2 separate regions of the Acanthopagrus latus genome follow, and region 1 is linked to region 2. The links are chromatin contacts, called in public Hi-C maps. All regions are on one chromosome and are shown on one strand. The core of a region is the stretch at or near the end of the contact, and the rest is flanking DNA. Distances in the headings are between cores, read along the strand shown.

Region 1 (3,069 bases), core at 541-3,040, 140 kb before region 2:
CAGCATGGTGGTGTAGGTGACACACAGCAGGGTGTAGTTAAAGAGGCTCTGCATCATCGGCGTGTTCACACCGAAGCTCGTGGCGAGGTACTGAGAGGTGACGGCCGTCCCACAGATGAGCGCCGCCAGGCCCTGACCCATCGCCAACGTCCTCGCCAACTGCCTGAGAGACAGAGCAACATCCGTCAGTCCACCAGGGAGTTTCAAGGATTATTCAGCTTCGTCCACTTTAAACATTTTCCAGAACAGATTAGTTCTTATTGGCTTATTTTTTTCAAAGAGATGAGCAGAATGAAACCACTTCAGTGAATCGTTGTTTCCCCGTATGATCAACTCTCCCTGTAAAGACCTGTTGTTATCTTATATCGGTTTCTATTATAAACATTTGTTTAAACAACCTAAACATATCATAGACAATGAAAACTGTACCGAAAACAAATACCTGCTCAATAAGCAGCGATCTACCAGCTCATCTGTGGCCTCTTCCATATTCTTCCTTCTTCTACAGGAAAATGTTTTGTTTTTCAACATTATTTTCACGAGCAATCGTGTTGTTTACGTCATCACTTACAGTTTACAGATCACTGAACCTCGACTGTGTCACCTAAGACTCGCACAAATACATCACATCAAGGAGTGTCTGCTGAAGAATGAATAACTTCACCCTGACTGCATTTTAAATGTCTGTTAAATAGTGCACAGATCTTTTACTGAGGAAGAGAAGCAGCACCACAGTGCAGATCATATCGTCTGTTCCAAGACAAAACCCACCAAAAATCATGTTTTACTCTCTTTGTGCTCTCTGGGTTGAGTCTCTGTTGCTCTCAGCTGGTTTTATGTGCTTTGTATTTTGGTTTTGTGAAGCGCGCTGTAACATGAAAGAGGTTATGTAAATAAAGTTTTACTCTATTATCAATAAAAATCTGTTATACTTAAATAAATGAGCAGAAGTTCTCGCTTCAAAATACAGGCCTGCATAAATTAGTAAAATTACTTATGATTTAGAATGTACCATTTCAGAAATATGAATATTATATTGTATCACATCATATTATAGTAATGTAATTACCAATGCATTAATGTGTAGATCACTTTCATGATTTGTAATGATGGTTTAAATTATTTTACACACTGCAGCATTGCTTGTTAAGTTTGTCCTTGGCATCAATTAATGATAATAAGCCAATTTATTTGTTGAGTATATTTTGTTTTATTAATCTGCAAAGAAACTTAAGTTATCAGATTCATTCAGGAGTAAACAGTGTAATGTTCACCTCTGAACTGCAGTTAAATAAAGTATGAAATAGAAATACACAAGTAAAAAGTACAAGTATCTAAAAGTTGAGTGCAGTTACTGAATAAATGTATTAAGTTACTTTCCATAAAATCTTCAGTAGACTTTAAAGTGAGTAATTTTACTAAAATTGAATTAAAATATCAGAAAAGTAACAGCACCACTGTTTGAACATAAGTGTACCTTCTCCACCTCAGACTGCTGACTTCATCTCTGCTCCACAGAAACACAGAAACGTTTGTACTAACTTTTCCCTCCAGCTTGCTTCTCTTCCCGTCTCGTCCACTCACCAGGTCAAAACTTCCTTGAGGTTGAATTTCCTGACCCTCATCATGAATCCACTCTTCCGGTCTTCATCTCTGGATGCTCCCTCAGGCTGTTTAGTATCCATGTTGCTGCACTGACGGAGGATTCCTCTCTGAGTTTTCACTGTTGGGAGCTTTTAAATCCTTGACTTTCACTGTGCCAGAGCTGAATGATTAATGGACCCAGAGGGCAAAGATCAATCTTTCACTTATCTTCAGGAGCGAGTTGAAGACAGCCTGCAGCACTTTCAGATAAGAACTGATGATGAAAGAAGCATTTAAAGAAATCATCACCGCGCTTCCACTTGTTTTCACTCTCAGCTGTTATCTGCTGATGATACAACGACTCGTGTTGGAGGAAAAGTAACTCAGTTGATCATGGTGTGATTTTTATGGAAATGGTGGAAACTAACTACATCAACTCAAGTACTTTATCTACATACTTCCTACATGTTATATTACTTTACACTTCTATTCCACAACAAATTAAAGTATTGTAAATATTGTACTTTTTTACTCAATTACATTAATTTGAAAGGTACCTTGAAGGTTAAGATGCAAAACTAGAACATTTCTCAAGAAATTGTGTGCGTAAGTAAGTTTGAATAGAGAAAACTCTCTGTGGGAGGGAGAGGGAGAAAAGCACCAGCAAAATGTCTGGCCGCCCTTTATTTCAGAGTTCATTAATAATATGTAATAAGCTGTACTTTTTTGTCAATGTAGACAAAAAGAAATAGAAATATTATGCAGTAGATATACACAGTCATACCCTAAGTAATCTAATACAGATGTAATAAACCATTATTTGTGCCAAATTAGGCGAAACTAGAAATACTATGTTCTTTGTTAGACGGCAAACAGAGACTTCTAGACTTTTCAAATTTCACTGGACTAACTGGCTCCAGTTATGACACGATGCTCCAAAAAATGTGTCCATCATTTTACAGATCCTTGTTTACTATGTAAAATGGCTCCTTACAGTTTGTCCAGCAACATCTAAGCTTCCAATTGTATATATTCTTTAAAAATATATTATTAAATTCTTTTAAATCACTTCTTAAAACCCACTTTTATAGACTTGCCTTTATGTGATGTGGTCCTTGTATGTTTATTTTTACTTCAACTGTCTTTGAGTTCTGTTCTACGTTTTTTTTCCTCTGTTATTAAAATCATTTCATGCAATCTATTTTATCGTCCTTTGTAATTGTAAATTGTATTCTTGCTTTGTCTGTCAAAGCACTTTGTAAACCTTGCTTTTAAAAGTGCTATAGAAATAAAGTTTATTTTTTTTATTAAATCCTGTCAGAATTGAATGTGTCAGAGTCCTTAACAGAGAAAAGGGGATATTTTGCCCAACTTTGATGTGGAATGAAAATTAAAAAACACATTTTCCATAAGTAGTCCAAGATTCATATACTGCTGAACATAGTACTTCCCAGACTACCTGCATGCACAATATAAAGTACTTTT
Region 2 (3,304 bases), core at 699-3,198:
TCGCGTGTGCGTGATAGCAGTCTGAACCGCAAAGGCGCACGCGAGCTCCACTGCGGCGGCCTTGGTCAGTGGCGCGTGAATGGGGCTGACGCACCGGTAACCGAGGAGCTTATGGCGCGCGTGCAGTCCCGACAAACCCAAACCCCAGATCACAGGTACAGCGGCTCGCGCGGCGGCGGCCGCAGCGAACTGGCACGCGATCCGCCGCAGGGCGCACCAGCCCGAAAGCCTCGCGTGGTACGCGTGCTCCAGCGCACCGGAGGGGTTGCCGATGGCCCCGCTGAAGGTGAGCCCATGGATCACGGCTGCCAGGTACGTTAAGGTGAGCGCGAGTCGAGGCTCGATCCCGCCCACCTCGGACAGCAGCCTGAGCTCGTGCGTGCAGCAGCACAGCTGGAAGGTGGACACGAGCTCCACCGCGTACACGGAGAGCCTGGTGTCCGCGAGGGCCCTGGTCAGCAACCTGCGGGTCGCGTCGCTCAGCGCGACGATCCCCGCGAGCAGCACCAGAGACACCGCCACGTCTGCAGTCATGCTGGCGGCAGGTCCGCGCTCTCTGTCGGGGACTGTCTGCGCCTTCAGCCGCTGAGAGGCTCCGCTGAACGCCCCGAGCAGCTGCTGCCTCCTCCAGGCCTCTGTCTCGCTCTGTACCGATCAATCTCACTTCCTCCTGTGATCAGAGCCTCGCTGTGCCGGGCTGCTGCTGCTGCTCTGTCCCGGAGGATGCGGGGTCCAATCGGGAGCAAATTAGCTTCAGCCCCGGTAGCTCACATGGTGCGGAAGTGACCGAGCTCCCCACTTTTCCTCCTCCTCGACCTGGTATCGCTGCTTCTCTTACTCTTTTTCATCCTGCCGTTTCTTCTCTTCCCTCTCCGATTCTTTTTAAGGTTTGTGCGCTTCAGCACGTTGGACGGTAATGTTAGAATAGTTATTTACGAGGCAAAACAGAATCGCTTTGAGCAGCAAACAAGTCTGTGAAACCAGTTCAGACTGGTCCAAGCTGAAACCAGTTAGTGGATCAGTGACTGGTGTGTGGATGCTGTCATGGGATCACATCCTTTAAGTACACTGACTGTATATATTCATATGTTTAGATGAGTGATAACAGATGCATGTGGTTGTGTTCTTATGTGTCTCCATCAGATCCACAAACAACATGCAGCAGATTAATGAGGAGAAATAAACACACTCAGACAGACAGCTCCCTTAAATAATCACTATAATATTCTGTCATATTTTGGTTTTCAAAGTGTTTCCCTCATCAGGACCTGTGTGTTTATCACAGGAGATGTTAGTGATGAGGGATTTAATCCGTCCTGGTGAGATGGATGTTAAAGTTTAAATGTTGACGCTTGTAATAAAAGTTTGGGAGCTATAATCCAGTTTACTGATATTTTCTGCTTTTTCCTCGACTGAAGCTGCTATCAGACCTGTTCACACAACTTCTGTCACTCTTATATGAGCATTCAGAAATCAATATTTATTGTAGACATTAAAATGACTGATAGAGAGTAATAAAATGCAGCAAGATACATTTTCATTCATTTTGAAATACAATTTATTGAACATAATAAAAACAGTAAAATGTTCCAAGAATATTTAAAATGATAACAGCTCTTTACATGATAAACAGACATTTTCATATTATGAGATACAAACTGATCACATTATAACAGCAAACACTTCTTGTTGAAATGTGATAACTTACTGTTATAAAACATTTCATGTAATAAGATATTTTAATGGGGCGGCTGTAGCTCAGCGGGCAGAGCCGGTCGACTAGTGATCAAAAGGTCCCCACAGTGCTCATCAGTAAGGCCCTGTGATGAGCTGGCGACTTGTCCAAGTACCCTGCCCTCGCCCTGAGACAAGGCTGGGATTGGCTCCAGCAGCAACACCCCATGACCCCATGGAAAGGGATAAGCAATGACAAGATATTTTAATGTTATTAAAGATATTTTACATTGTCATGTTAAAACAACATTTTTATTACAACAATAAACTTTTCACATTATAACATGATACTGAACTGTTTTTCTTTTTGTATTGTAGCGGCAACACGCTGCCGTTCAAAACACTACAGGCACTGATAAAAACTATGATATGAACGGAGTAAATCTGACTTTAAGAAATATTTTGCACACTGAGAGATGAGTTACTTATAATAATTACAGTCAGAAGTAACAATCAACACAGTAAAAACTGGGTATCAACATGTATTGATCATTTATACAGATGACTGATACAGACCGAAGTATAATAACAGTTATACAGCACTAACAACACTACAAGATACAGTTATTATATATATAAATGCATAAAAGCCAACTCAGATTCCTTCACATACAGTTAAAAAACAAAATCATCAGAACAAGATTTAATTTTAAGTAAAAAGATTAAAAAATACACCTTCAGTGGAAAGTTCAAAGATTACTTCTATATACTCACTATACATCAATATACATCCTTAAAACTATAATTAGTATTTCTGTTATTATCATTATTAATATTACAACTGTCAGCTATTTATTCCCATGCTATCAATATCAATAACATTATCACATTTAGTTTTATTTATTGCGACAATTTAATTTGATTTAATATTTTTTTATACAATGTTATTATGAAGTGTTACCCCTCTTTTTATCTATTTTAACTTACATACTTAACAACAACAGGACAACAAGAAAATGTCTACTAGTCTGATAATAATACTACAACTACTATTATTAGTAATTATAATAACAATAACCTGTCTCCATCTTTCTCTCAAGTTTAACCATCAACATATAATATAATATAATATAATATAATATAATATAATATAATATAATATAATATAATATCATATCATATCATATCATATCATATCATATCATATCATATCATATCATATATCATATAATATAATGTAATATCATATAATATCATAATATATAATATAGAACCTCCTGTATCAAAGATGAAATGAGTACCTACATGTACAACAGGTGATAAACCATGATGATGAGTAAGTATGAACATACAGTTTGTTTATTAAGTGTCTGTCTGAGCTGGACGCTGCTCTCCTCTCCTGGTCCTCTGGTTCACAGCCACCACAACAACACAGAGGATCACCAGCAGACCAGGGAGCAGTGAGGACCTCACCGTGTAGAGGGTGAAGTCCATCCCAGAGGGCTCTCTGGACTTCAGAACAGTTCTGGACAATGACACACAAAGTCCATCTGGTCCCATCACAACACACCAGTACTCTCCTGTGTCTTCCAGTAAGACATTAGAGAGAGTCAACAAGCCATCATCTCTA

What was found. A called contact is a pair of places that touch in the nucleus more often than the background predicts.
Region 1: a Hi-C map of muscle shows a contact between it and region 2, with 6 times the contacts expected there. The contact joins the promoter of LOC119013405 here to the promoter of aqp11 in region 2. A contact is called at or near these places in 3 of 4 Hi-C or Micro-C datasets (all in muscle).

Annotation. Positions count from the first base shown.
Region 1 is chr2:2,618,922-2,621,990 of fAcaLat1.1, reverse strand. LOC119013405 (solute carrier family 35 member F2-like) reads right to left here and starts at 1,790. Exons shown (of 8, transcript XM_037087900.1): 1 at 1,585-1,790; 2 at 1-163. The coding sequence starts at 1,685.
Region 2 is chr2:2,483,753-2,487,056 of fAcaLat1.1, reverse strand. aqp11 (aquaporin-11) reads right to left here and starts at 1,948. Exons shown (of 3, transcript XM_037118597.1): 1 at 1-1,948. The coding sequence starts at 534.